Linked DNA regions of Sus scrofa: region 2 is linked to region 1. The links are chromatin contacts, called in public Hi-C maps. All regions are on one chromosome and are shown on one strand. Each heading gives the region's core, a stretch centred on a gene start, on an enhancer-like site or on the middle of the called end of the contact. The rest is flanking DNA. Distances are from core to core; before and after follow the strand shown.

Region 1 (6,830 bases), core at 829-3,328:
CTTCCACATGCTGCAGGCAGGGCCAGAAAAAGAAAAAGAAAAAAAAATGTTTGGCGTTCCCATTGTGGTGCAGTGGGTTAAGGATCTGGCTCGTCTCTGTGGAGGCGCTGGTTCAATCCCCAGCCTGGCACAGTGGGTTAAGGATCCAGCAGCGGCACAGGTGGGCAGCCTTCCAAACAGGATTTTGGGAGGGGTGTGATGGGGTCTTGCCGTGTGTAGCCTTAAGGCTGTGTTGCCCACCTATCATGGATCCCAACAGTGGGTTCAATTTCTTTTCTTTTTAAAATTATTATTACTATTATTATTTTGGCCACACCCTTGGCATATGGAAGTTCCCAGGCCAGGGACTGAGCCTGTACCATAACAGTGATCTGAGGCAGAGCAGTGACAACGCCTGACCCTTAACCTGCAGAACCAACAGGGAACTCCAGGTATGTTTTTTTTTTTCTTTTTAGGGCTGTTCCCTCGACATATGGAAGTTCCCAGGCGAGGGGTCCAATCGGAGCTACAGCTGCCGGCCTACGCCACAGCCACTCGGGATCCGAGCTGCGTCTGCGACCTACACCACAGCTCACGGCAACAGCAGATCAGTAACCCACTGAGCGAGGCCAGGGATCAAACCTGCAACCTCCTGGTTCCTAGTCGGCTTCACTTCCGCTGCGCCACAAGGGGAGCTCCCAGGTTCGGTTTCTTAATCGTTGAAGTCATGTGTAATGAAAGCCAAAGCCATGAACTGTGCTTCTTCATGAGGTCAACACACTGCAGCCCTGGAGACCCACGGTTTGCACACGGAACACGTGCCTGGCAGTACTGGGCATTCGTCTCTCGCGTGGGGCAAGGGGAGGGCAGGGTTACTTTACGTTTCCCACGCGTCGAAGACTCGGGGACATTGCATTCCGAAAAGGCACCTGGAGTTGAAGTTAGGTCTGTGCGTCGTGCAGACCTTGGTGGCAGAGGTGGCGCAGAGAAGTTTAAGAATGGAAGCTGGCCCAGGATTCCCTTCCGGTCCACACTGCCGTGATCTCCTCCCGCCCGCCCCGGTTCACGAGATTTCCCGGCGGTGGGAGAGGGAACGGGCCGAGGGCATTGACCTTCGCCACGTTGTCCCCCTTGTCTTTTCCAGAGATGCCATCACAAAAATGAAGGACGTCTACCTAAAGAATCCACAGATGGGAGACCCCGCCAGTCTGGATCACAAATTAGCAGAAGTCGGCCAAAACATAGAAAAACTGAGACTAGAGGCCCAGAAATTTGAGGTACGAGAAAGCCGTCGTGGAAAAGCTTGGTTGGGAAAAAAGACGCAGGAGTCGGGGGAGGGTCACGAGGCGTAGACACAGGGAGAGGCTGGCGTTCCGCTCCCCGCGAGAGATGCAGCTGGAGTCGGGTTTCCCTGAAAAAAGGAGGAAGACACGGTCAGCCACCTGCCGTTCTGCTTGTCAGTACCTCCCGTTTTAATCATTTCCCTTAAAACAGACACTGTTTAAGGTTATATTGGGATACAGTTTTTTTGTGTGTTTTTTTTTTTTTAAGTTTGTTCTGCTTTATCTCATGTTGACAGTGAAAAAGACACCATGTAAGGAGTTCCCATTGCAGCTCAGTGGTAACAAACCCGATTTGTATTTGTGAGGATGCAGGTTCGATCCCTGGCCTCACTGAATGGGTGGAGGATCCAGTGCTGCTGTGAGCTGCGGTGTAGGTCGAAGACGCGGCTCAGGTCCAGCGTGGCTGTGGCGGTGGCTGTGGTGTAGGCTGGCAGCTGCAGCTCTAATTTGACACCTAGTCTGGAAACGTCCATATGCCTTGGGTGTGGCCCTAAAAAGACCAAAAAAAAAAAAAAAAAAAAAAAAAAATCCATTGAGCAGTTCCCATCGTGGGGCATCTGGTTAAAGATCTGGTGTTGCCACAGCTGTGACCTGTGACACAGCTTTGGCTCAGATTCGATCCCTGGCCCAGGAACTTCCATATGCTGAAAAAAAGAGAAAAAAAAAAATCCATTGAAATACATTGCGTTCTTTCAGAGGACTTACTCTCAGAAAGTGATAAATGTGGGAGTTCCCGTTGTGACGCAATGGCTTCCCTCAGTGGGTTCAGGATCTGGCATTGCTGTGAGCTGTGGTGTAGGTTACAGACGCGGCTCCGATCCCACATTGCCATGGCTGTGGTGTAGGCTGGCAGCTGTAGCTCCGATTTGACCTCTAGGCTGGGAACCGCCATATGCTGCAGGTGCAGCCCTAAAAAGCAAAGTAAATAAATAAGAATAAATGTTTTTTGGGGGGCACTAAAGAGTTATAGACAAAAGACTTCTCTCCATCCCCCACTCCCCTCACTCCTGCCAAATATAAGGACCACAGAGCCTGGAAAAATAAACGAATTACTGATCATTCCAATCAGAATAGATTAGGTTTCTAGCAATGAAAGCTCAGATATGGTTGTTGTCATTATTTCTGGAATCTGTCAACAAGTTATTAGAGTTTGAGATTTTAGAACCTAGAAATGACCTTTTCTGATCATTTTTACTCTTTCACCTTTTTGACACCATTTCAAATGTTGCTGAAGATATTTTGACCTAGTTTGATTTCCTAGGTATGAGTTTTGTTCACTGTTTCTTTTTTTTTTTTTTTTTAAGTGACACTCCTAGAAAAATGGGAAGTGTGGTTTTCAAACTGAGTCATTGCTTAAGTGTGTGGTAGGAGCGTCATGTTTCCCAGTGTGACCTCATTCAGGGTCGCAGAATTTTTGGGAACCAGAAGGAATGAGAAGTGACTTATCAGAAATCACAGCTGCTTAAAAAGCCCAGGAATATAACAATAGGCTGGTGTCTTCCTACCGCTTCAGGAGCAATGGCTACATGGAAGTTTGTTTGCACTTCACCTTCGGGTGAAACGGAGGCAGTTGCCTCGGGTACCTTTATACAGTCAAGGCCAACAGACGGGAGGCTCCACCCCCGGTGGTCCTTCTTGTACCTGCATCAGTGCCCAATGAGCAGCCCAAACTTGGGGCCTTAATAGTCCGTGATCAGCCGTAGGGCCCAAGGAACAATGTCCAGTCACTCGTGGTGGAATATGATGAAAGAGACTATGAGAAAAAGCATGTGTTTAGATGTGTGACTGGGTCACTTTGCTGTACAGCAGAAACTGACAGGACAATGGAAGTCGACTGTAATTAAAAAATGAAAAAAAAAAAGAGAGAGAGAAAGTCCATGATCCGGCCTTGTGCTGAGCTCAGGCCGGAGACTCTCATGGCTCTCGTTTGCAGGCCTGGCTGGCCGAGGTGGAGGGCCGGCTCCCGGCACGCAGCGATCAGGCCCGCCGGCAGAGTGGGATGTACGACCTGCAGAACCCACCTGCGGTCAACAACTGCGCGCAAGACCGGGAGAGGTACAGTATCTGTACGGCGCCTGCTTTTCTGCTCTGCAGTCATGTCTCTGGCATCACGGGGGAGCACAGGTCCCGGGGAGAGACCGAGCATCTGTGATGCTCGGCCTGTGATTTTTCCCAAGGCGGTGGCGGGTCCGGAGCCTGCGGGGACCTGGTCCTGGTTAGGACGCTCGGGATGGGGGGTCGCCAGCACTTTGCTGCGGGCGGGGGGGGGGGGGGGGGGGGCGAATGGCGTCCTCGCTGGGGGCCGTCGCTATAGTTGCTGTGTGTTTTCCTTTCTTGAGCAGCCCGGATGGCAGTTACACGGAGGAGCAGAGCCAGGAGGGTGAGGTGAAGGTGCTGACCACGGATTTCGATGACGAGTTTGACGACGAGGAGCCCCTTCCTGCCATAGGGACCTGTAAAGCCCTCTACACGTTCGAAGGTAGCCCTGCCCCCCCCCCCCCCCGTCCCCCACTTTTCAGAAACTGTCACTCTTCTCTTCCTGGGATCAGACGTCTTTTGCCGTCTTCCAGAACTTTCTCTCCTTGCTTTTTTGTTCTGCCCATAATATTTATGACAACGATCTGGTTGACATCTGTACATTTTGCCTTTGGGTCTGTACTGTTGCACAGGTTCAGTGAGCTTCGTTGCAGCAGAGAGAATGGAATCATGATTTTTGATATTTCATCCACTCACTCAGTACTCACAGGGCGCCCGTCTTGTAAAGACCCCTGAAGGGGTGGGATGCAGGTGGTAGGGTCTATACCCGCCTTTGGAGGAAATAAAGCGGACACACTTAGAGGGGAGGGTTGCTTGCAGTCTTCACCAGAGGAGGGGTGCAGAGCGATGGGGGTCTCAGGTCAGGATGAGCTCACTTCCTTAAGGGCGTCTAGAGACTCTCCGTACTGTAGGGTACCAGAGGCCCGGGCATGAGGAGGGCTGGAACTTCAGGTATCTTAGGTGGTAACAGTGGACACTTAAGAAGGGAAGGTCGGGGTTCCCGCTGTGGTTCAGCAGGTTAAGAATCTAACTAGTAAGGATGCGGCTTTGATCCCTGGCCTCAATCAGTGGTTTAAGGATCTGGCGTGGTTGCAAGCTGCAGCACAGATCGAAGATGCGGCTCAGATCTGGCGTGGCTGTGGCTGTGGCTGTGGCATAGGGCAGCAGCTGCAGCTCCGATTCAGTCCCCAGCCTGGGAAGTTCCGTATGCTGGAGGTGCAGGCCTGGCGGGGGGGAGGGAAAGGAAGGGAGTTTGGGGTTAATAGATACGAACTATTACATTTAGAATGGATAGACAAGGCCCTACTGTACAGCACAGGGAACTATACCCCATCTCCTGGCGTAGACTGTGATGGAATTTTTTTTTTTTTTTTTTGTCTTTTTGCCATTTCTTGAGCCACTCCCGCGGTATATGGAGGTTCCCAGGCTAGGGGTCGAATCGGAGCTGTAGCTGCCAGCCTACATCACAGCCACAGCAACTCAGGATCCAAGCCGAGTCTGTGACCTACACCACAGCTCACGGCAACGCTGGATCCTTAACCCACTGAGAGAGGCCAGGGATCGAACCGGCAACCTCATGGTTCCTAGTGGGATTCGTTAACCACTGCGCCACGACGGGAACTCCGGAAGACAATATTTAAAAAAAGAATGTATGCATATGTGTGACTGAGTCACTTTGCTCTGCAGCAGAAATTGGCACAGCTTGTGGATCACCTCTCTTTCAATAAAAAGGAAAACAAGGAAGACGGTAGGCCTGTCAGTGGGGGCGGGGATGTTAAGAGAAACAGTTGGGTTTTATTCGGCAAACATCGAGGAGCCGCTGAAAGTACTGGCGCAGTTGTTGACTCGACCAGAGCTGCACCTTAGGACCTGTACTGTCATAGGTGTAAGGTCAGTTAGAAGACAGGGCAAGTGATTCGAAAGATTTGCCTGGTGTTTCTCACACTGATGAGCCTTGAAATGGTTTCCTGCACGTTGCTGATAAAGATACTGCGAAAGAAGCAATCCGGGCTCAGGTCATCTTCAGAAGCCCTGGGATAAGTGAATGTTAGGGGGGTCTTTCCTGTAGGATCCCCCCAGCCCTGCCCCAGCATGTGGAAGTTCCCCCAGCCAGGGATCAAACCGGTGCCACCGCAGTGATCCTTAACCCCCTAGGCCGCTGGGGAACTCCTATCCATCCTCTCTATACCGGTTTGGCTCTGTTAACCCCATCGACCTGGACTGAACAGGAAACGTAAAATACGCTGCTCTTTTGCCTTTTCAGGTCAGAACGAAGGAACCATCTCGGTGGTGGAGGGGGAAACACTGTACGTGATCGAGGAGGACAAAGGCGACGGGTGGACCCGCATCCGCAGAAACGAGGATGAAGAGGGCTACGTCCCCACGTCATACGTCGAAGTCTATTTGGACAAAAATGCCAAAGGTGCTAAGACTTATATTTAATACAACTTAAAAAAAACTTTTTGTAAAAAAAAAAAATTGGAGTTGTTTCTCCCCCACAACTCTGACGGTTCCAGGCAGTTCTTCAAAAGCCCGGACGGGGAGCCTCGAAGCCCATGTTTCCTGTAGCCTCCCTCGCCTGAGTTTCCTGGGCTAGTTTTGACTCTAATCAAAGTTTCGCTTGCTGATGATCTTTTACGCGGAACGCTGCCAACTGCCAGTTCACAGCTGTGTCCTTTGAAACCTGATAAACATTTCTCCTTTGGGCAGCCTCTGTCGATGACAGAAAAGTTGCCCTTAGCTTCTAATCTGTGTTTCTGAATCTGAAAGTCCACGCACCTTCCGATTCCGGGGGTGCCGAAGACTTTAGTTCTCTTATTTATATCGAGTATCTGCCGCAGATCGAACTACGTTAGAATGTTACATTTTGTAACTGAACTACGCTAGTTTGTTAAATTTTACCCTCATTCACTTTGGAGGAAGTCATAAATAAAGTCTAGAATAAGTAAAGAAGATTCTTACGTGGGTGCCCAAGTGTGTGTTTTTTTTTTTTTGTTTTTGTTTTTTTTTTTGTCTTTTTGCTATTTCTTGGGCCGCTCTCACGGCATATGGAGGTTCCCAGGCCAGAGCCACAGCAATGCAGGATCCGAGCCGCGTCTGCAACCTACACCACAGCTCACGGCAACGCCAGATCATTAACCCACTGAGCAAGGGCAGGGATCGAACCCGCAACCTCATGGTTCCTAGTCGGATTCGTTAACCACTGCGCCACGACGGGAACTCCCCAAGTGTGTGTTTTAAACATGTTTCAGATCATTGCACGCTGTTCTCCTGTTGTGTCTCTATGATCCTAAGCAGCCAAGTGAAATATGGAAAACTTTGGTCGATCAACCGGTTGATTTTTGCCTATTACTACTGATCTTTGTTTTGCCAATCGACAGAGTTGAGGAGTTCCTGGTGGCCTAGTGGGTTAAGGACCTGGTGTTGTCACTGCTGTGGCGAGGGTTTGATCCCTGGCCCCTGAACTTCCAC
Region 2 (7,000 bases), core at 3,945-6,444, 280 kb before region 1:
CCCACAACATCGGGGTCTCCAAACCTCGTCCCCATAGACACCTCTCAAGCCTGCCTGGAAAAGACCAGAGCCACCACCAGGGACAGCTAGCACCCACTGAGGGCTCCCCATCCTCAGGACACACTGCCCCAGACACCTTCACCTTTGAGCTGGATCCTGGGCTTCCCAGCGCTTTGGCTTTGAATGCTTCAGAGGCATCGTGGCATCTGAGCACGTGTGCATGTAAATTACCTCCAGTCTCCACCTCAATGACAGTCCCTTAGTATTTGAAACACCCTAGTCAGGCATCTGCTCTCCATTAACCTTTTCAATATGCATTGTAATTAAAATCTACACCACAGAGTTTATTCATTAGCCAAAGGATGTTAGGAATCATTTTTCATAAGAGAAGTGTGTGATGGAGAGAAATCGTTGCCAGAAAGATTCCAGGGAACGGAACATCTTTGTACCACCAAGGAAGACAGCCCACAGCCTGAGGTTTTCAGAGCTGTGCTCTGGGGCCCCTGGGGTCCCTGGGGTGCTGGGTCCCCCCACTCTCTGAACAGGCAAGTCTTTTGTACCTTTGCACCTTCTTGCTAGTAAATATTTGAACATTTAGCAGAATTTGACCTAAGATTTGCTTTTGTTGTAATGTTGTCTGGGGGGGGCTGTGGCATCATTGCCTGTCTCTAACTGGGGTCCACATTTTTACCAGAAAACCCCATCAGTTCGAATACACGCCCAATGTCAAGCGGTGGAGGCTGGCTGAGAACCAGGTCTGATTCTGGAAGCTGTGCCCCCAGCCACTCTCCCATGCTGCTTTCCCACGCTGTCTTTGATTCCCTCCCGTGTGTCTTCCAGCACCTTCTCTCCAGGCCCTGCCAGAGCAAGGTAGGACGCTGGGTGCCCAGTGTGGGCACGGAGGGCACCATCGTTGCCCTCCCTTCTCTGTGGCTTCAGCATCAAAGTGAGAGTTATGTTGGGCCCTCTGGCTTTGTCTCCCAGGTGGCATTGGTCTGATGAGTCCTTTCTCAAAACCAACTGTGAAACGCAACCTGTTTTTGCAGGTGGTGGCTCATTCCAACATTGGCTGCTTGATCTCATCAACCCACACATGCAAGTGCCTTTCAAGAGCCTTTGCCCAAGAGCGGTGCCCTGACTCTAACCAGCACCCATGCTCTTGATGGAGCATTGCCTTTTATGGTTCTCCTAACTCATGTTTCTTCAGTAAACTCTAGGAGGCAAAGACCATTGCCTCCTCGGATCCCCCACCCACCCCTAATACCAGGCACATGAGGGGCCCACACCACGTGTATTGATCAATCGCTTGGTTGCTGAACTATGAGAAAGAGGAGGCCCCTCCAAGATGCCAGGGTCCAGGCTGAGGGCAGAGGGTAGCCACACTGACAAAGCATGGGGTGTCTTTCTGAGACAACCCCCCCACCCCACCATGGGAGCTACTCACCTCCCCACCACCCCTCCCAACACACCCTTCCCCTTGGTTGAGTAACTAGGCCCTGGGCTCTCGGTGCCTGACATGTGACAGGTGCAAAAGTCACCGGCAGGTGAATGATGAGCCTGAATCCCTGGCAAGTGGAGGGCGGACTCCTCTTTAGAACCCAGCTGGACATCCCCAGGGGTCCCCAGAGTGGGGTTCCAGACCAGCGGCATCAGCACAGCCAGGGAACTTATGAGAAATGCACATTCTTTTTTTGTCTTCTTCTTCTTTTTACGGCCATACCTGTGGCACATGGAAGTTCCTGGGCAAGGGGCTGAATTGGAGCTGCAGCTGCCAGCCTATACCACAGCTGCAGCAACACTGGATCCAAGCCGCATCTGCGAACTACAGCACAGCTTGCAGCAACACCAGAACCTTAACCCACGGAGCGAGGCCAGGGATGGAACCCACATCCTCAAGGACACTGTGTCGGGTTCTTAACCCACTGAGCTACCACAGAAACTCCCTGAAATGTACATTCTTAAGACTCAGCCCAAACCCAGCTCATCAGAAACTCTGGATGTGAGGCTGGCAACGTGGGTTTTCTCAAGCCCCCAAGTGATTCTGACGACACCCAACTCTGAGAACCACTGGTTTCGGCCAATGTTTTTAAACATCGTTAAATCTTTCGAGAAGCCCTTTAGAGACCCCCAAGTGATGAAACAGGTGGGAATGGAAATGCTGGAGCGATATGGAGGGGAGGGGGTTCCCTCTGCCAAATTCCTGGCTTCCTAGAAACACTCCTTGAAACGTTCTGGGTTAATCATTATTCCCAAGGTTCTCAGTCTGCACATTCTTTCTCTTGGGGAAGCTGGGCAGACAACCCCCAATGCAAGAGGAAGGGTGTCACAGGAGGAAGAAGAACCCTAAAATGAAAACACAGAAGATACAGACAAAGCAACAGGTCCACACAGGGAGGCAAAGACAAATCAGGAAGCGTGTTTAATTGACACGACAGGGATGACACACAACACGACAGGAGCGCAAGAGGAGGCCTGGGCATGCCCTGTGGCCCCTGTCCATCCCGGGGCCTCGCCCTGCCCCCACCTGCACCACCAAGGCAAGGGCCTGCCCCTCCCCCAGAGACACACACTGGTAGATTCAGACAGGACTGCACCCCCAAAAGAGGCTCAGAGAGGGTTGGGAAGGCAAACAAAGAAAACCAAACACCCAGAAAACATTGCTTTTTTTTTTTTTTTTTTTTTTTTTCCGCAGTAACAGTTGCTCAAAATCCATTCCACAGTCACAGGCTCTGGGTGGGGGCACCGTGACAATTCAGATGGCCACAGTGGCCTTTCACCTTGGCCAAAGGCTTTGATGATGATACGGCTCATAGCTGCTCCCCACAATGGCCCTGCGACATGGGCTGAGCAGACTCACTCCCATCTGACGGATGGAGACACTGAGTCCCAATGAGTAGAAGCGACTTGCCCAGATTCCTGGAGAGCGCCGGTCACTGAGTCAGACTGGGAGCCCGTGACAAGGACGCACGAAAACAGAAATGTACCACCTACTGGGGATTCTGCGTTTGTCCCGATCTGGGGGAGACAAAGCCTGCAATGCCTAGATGCCAAGACAGAAGATGGGACGAGCTGTTTATTCAACAAAAGCCTTTTATTCGTTCAAAAATCAACCATTGCGTTTATTCCGCAGATATTAAAAAAGGGTGGGGCGAGGCTTCTCATCACAGCGCCTTTGATGCTAATTCACTTGCCATCCCCCGGGGTTGATCAGGAAGAGAGGCGTCTGGGAGACATGCTGCCAAAAGGTGGGGCAGGAAGCCCAGGGTCTGGGTGAGATCACAGCCCCCTCTTCACCTCCCCATCCGCAGCCTCCCCTCTCAAATCACCTATGCGGCAGGTCAGGGCCCCCACATGCCGTCACGGCTCATCGCCACCAGGGGGCGTGCCCGCCTTCCCTTCCATCCCTTAGACACTGAAACCGCTGGGAATCAGGTGGCTTTCCTCTAGGTGAGCAGTGGGGCTTTTTCTGCCTCTTCCCATCCCCCAACCCCCTAGAGAAGACACAATGTCCCCGAAAGCCCAGGTGCATCTGTCATCTAGGCAGTTGGCTGTCAAAATGAAAAGCGTTTCAGGGAAAGAGGACACACAGGTTTGCCTTTCGACACGACTCTAAACATTGCCTGGTGAAATACTACAAACTCGCGGCGTTCTCTAAGTACCATCAACACGGAGTGAGCAGCGGACACGGTGAGAAAGAGACCAGGGCCACTGCAGATGGGCTGCCCAAGGCTGGTCCCTGCTCCTGGGCTGGAGAGCAAGGGTCAGCAGAGGGACAGAGAGCCTGGCTCCCGGCTGATCAGGCAGCCCCAGAGAGCAGCAGCTGATGGGGGTGGGCCTCAGGTGCAACATGGGGCTGAGGAGCGAGGCCCACAGGCTGCTCAGGGCTCCCAGGGTGCTGCAGCTAGAGATCCGGTCAGAGGAGGGGACAGAACTGCCCCCTGCCAGCAACCTTGGGCAAAAATGGCCAGTGTCCAGCACCCTGCCAGGAAGAAGAGCGGCCTCCGACTGGCAGCTCTGGACCGTCTCCGGGGGTGGACTCGGTGTGCCTGGGGCGTGCATCCATGGTACTGCCAGCTAAGGCCAAAAGCCACACCCATGGCTCCAAAACAAAAGGCCAAAAGGCGAGGAGGTGGGAGGGAAGCCTTGCACGCAGATCTCCCTGGATGCCTGGGGACGGACGCCTCAGCTGGCGGGCCCCGCATGCTTAACCCTGGCTCATTCTCGGCCGCAAGCCCTTTACCGCGATGCCTCCAGGGCAGGCTGCACGACAGCCCCTGCCCACTGGGCCGGAGAGGCAAATCGAGGCTCAGGCGGAGGCCAGAGAAGTCAGCTGACCTGGAGGAAGGCCCCGCTCCCCTCTCCCCGCCGGCCCCAAGCCACCAAGCTCACCTCCTGCCCTAGGGCCCCAGGTCAGAGCCAGGCTGAGGAACTGCGGGATTTGGTGGTGAGTCCTGGGCCTCCTGGGCCAGCGGCCGGAGCAGGTCGGTGACTGCAGGGGCCTCAAAGAACCCAGGCTTCAAAGTCGCCTGTGAAAATGGAACTACTGCACCTGTCTCTGCAGGATTAGGGGTAGGGGGCGGGGGGGGGGCTTCCATTGGAGGCAGAGGGCAGCCAGAGGGCCCGCGAAGGAACGCAAGAAGGAAGAGGTAAGGGCTGGCCTCGCAGTCCAGCCTACAGGAGCGGACACACGAGCCCCCCACTGGCAGAGCTGCTCTCAGGCAGAGGGTCTGCTGGCTGAGGACTCACGAGCTAGAGAAGCTCTGGCCTCCTGGGGAAGAGCAAAATGGACGCCAAAGAAAATTCCAAGTTGGGGCGAGGGCCAGCTTCTCCTCTCCTGGGGCCGCGATGAGCAGAAAAAGATGGATGCTGACTTTGCAAAGGAGAAGCAGGGATTCTAGACTCCGGCCCGGCCCTGCACATTCTGGGAGACTGCTTCTCCCGCTGGAAGCCTTCCCTGGGTGAGGTCGAGCTTGGGGCTGCAAAATAGCTCCCGAGGGCAGGAGGAACCAGGAAGCACCGCGGGGAGGGACCAGATGTGTCATCTGAACCCACACACCGCGACCAGCGGCTGCCATGTCCCTGGAGATTCATGCCAAGGGACAAAACAGCAACCCAGACAGTGCCCACATCTGCTGGGCTCAGGAAACTCAGCCACAGACCGCAGAATCACCAACTGCAGGAAACCCAAGCTTAGAATTAGCATCAACCAGAGGAGAGCCTTCAGATCCGCCAGTCCAGGCTTCTTGGCTCTGCGGCTGGGGCAGCTGGGGCCCAGAGAGGGCAGGGGCGTGCCCCCAGGCACAGAGCAAAGGGCCAGCCTTGGGCACCTAGTTCCTGGTCCAAAGTCATCTGGCTTTCCTGCCGACAGTTCTGAGGCTGCCCTGTCTCAGCGGCAGGCAGGGCTAGAAGCTTCCTGTGAACACACATGGGCCACGGCCCGAGAAGCTACGTGAACAGGATTCTCCAAGTCCCTTCTCTCCCTGCTCCTTCCCAGCTTTTGAGCTAAAAGAAGGAAGGGCAGAGGGATACTGTCCACACTGGATGAGGGAGCAGGAAGGCGGGAGCCCCTATTCTCAAAAGCCGCCAAGGACGGAGAGGCAGCCTTTACACCTGTCACCCCCTCTTCCCTCGCTCCTTAGGTACCCAGGCCCCTGTCCTGGCTCCCAGGCTCAGCACAAGCCCCGCCATCCCCCACGTCACCGCCAACACCAAAGCGAGAGCCGAGAAACTGAGAGATGGTCCCTGTTGGACCCAGAGGACAACACGGGACAGAGAGATGTGGGAACTGGGGGCAGAGAAAGAGTTCTAAAGAGGAGACATTCGGGCTGGGGGAACAGTGCATTAGCCATTTCAGAAGCCCACCTTGCCCCTCTCCAAACATGAAGCACAGTATCTCAAAAGAAGAAAACAAAAAGGTTTTTGGCTTCTTGGCCGCTGCCAGCCACCATCCTCCCAAGCACGTGTAAACGGTGGGCTCCGCATCCCCGGAGCGCTGGACACACGAGGCAGCAGCAACAGTTAACAACCAATAAATAAAAGAGATCAATTAGATAGGTATATATATATAAAAAAAAAAACCCTCACTTTTCCCACAAATAGCACAATACTGTTATCACAAAAAATCAGCATCATCGTAATTCATCATCCTAGCCACACAGGTGGTTTGGCTGCTCGAGGATGAGACGACAAACCCCGTTCGGCAGGCAGGCGCCCCCCGCCCCGCGCCACAGCCCCGAGGGACCGTGGCCGAGGCCATGACCGCAGTGGGTTCTCCGGCTGCAAAGGTCGAGGCGGGAGGCAGAGTTCTCCCCGAGGCCTTCTCCCCATCTGTCAGTCTGAATCTTCTAGGACAGAAGGTAGTTTGTTTGTTTGTTTGTTTTTCCTTTTTCAATTGTCTATTTGAAATTAGAAAAAAAAAAAGCACACACGCAGGAGAGCAGGAGGGACCGAGAGGCTGCCTGCGAAGCAGCCGAGTCCTTGGTTTTGCAGAGGGCTGGAAGCCTTTTCCCATCCGTGGTGGTGTTTTCTGGACAAGCAAAGGATGTTGGCAATTGGAGCCGGTGGCTTCAGGCGGCGGGTGTGTGCGGGGCAGGGCAGAGGAGAGCCGGGCCTCGCCGTCCCGGGGCAGCCCGGCCGGGTGTGGATGCGGAGAAAGGCGGGATGGGCACGGGAGGGTGGCGTCGGGGCGGAGGCGGCCTCATGGCACGGGAGGAGGCGAGTGGTTCCCAGGCATCTGGAAAACACAAGCAGGCGGAGCGGGTTGGGAGCTGGCGGCCAGGGACACAGAGTCAGCGGGAGTCAATGAGGCGACAGGGTGGCATTCCACGTCAAAAGTCCTAAAACTGCTCACACCTTCCGATCCACACATGGGGTGCTTCATATTTATCCCCAAGAAATAAAGCAGAAGCTCCCACTACGGTGCAACAGGATCAGAGGTATCTTGGGAGCACTGGGACGCAGGTTCAAACCCTGGCCCAGCACAGTGGGTTAAGGGTCCTGT

Evidence for each region. Hi-C and Micro-C count contacts between places; a contact is called where the count stands out from the background.
Region 2: a Hi-C map of retroperitoneal adipose tissue shows a contact between it and region 1, with 1.9 times the contacts expected there. The contact joins two enhancer-like sites. A contact is called at or near these places in 7 of 47 Hi-C or Micro-C datasets (embryonic fibroblasts, mesenteric adipose tissue, omental adipose tissue and 2 more) and 1 of 2 datasets of contacts at active chromatin or transcription factors (skeletal muscle).

What each region holds. Positions count from the first base shown.
Region 1 is chr1:270,049,004-270,055,833 of Sscrofa11.1, reverse strand. FNBP1 (formin-binding protein 1) reads left to right here. Exons shown (of 18, transcript XM_021070148.1): 14 at 1,124-1,256; 15 at 3,256-3,377; 16 at 3,665-3,801; 17 at 5,623-5,781. Among named protein-coding and RNA genes, the nearest start is that of USP20, 57 kb to the right of the region's middle. Within about 2 kb of position 2,078, at least 5 of the 83 cell types and tissues checked have an H3K27ac peak or open chromatin away from gene starts, as enhancers often do. A contact at or near this core is called in retroperitoneal adipose tissue, where this site is marked.
Region 2 is chr1:270,330,570-270,337,569 of Sscrofa11.1, reverse strand. NCS1 (neuronal calcium sensor 1) reads right to left here. Exons shown (of 8, transcript XM_003122241.5): 8 at 3,071-6,733. Among named protein-coding and RNA genes, the nearest start is that of HMCN2, 30 kb to the left of the region's middle. Within about 2 kb of position 5,194, at least 4 of the 83 cell types and tissues checked have an H3K27ac peak or open chromatin away from gene starts, as enhancers often do. A contact at or near this core is called in retroperitoneal adipose tissue, where this site is marked.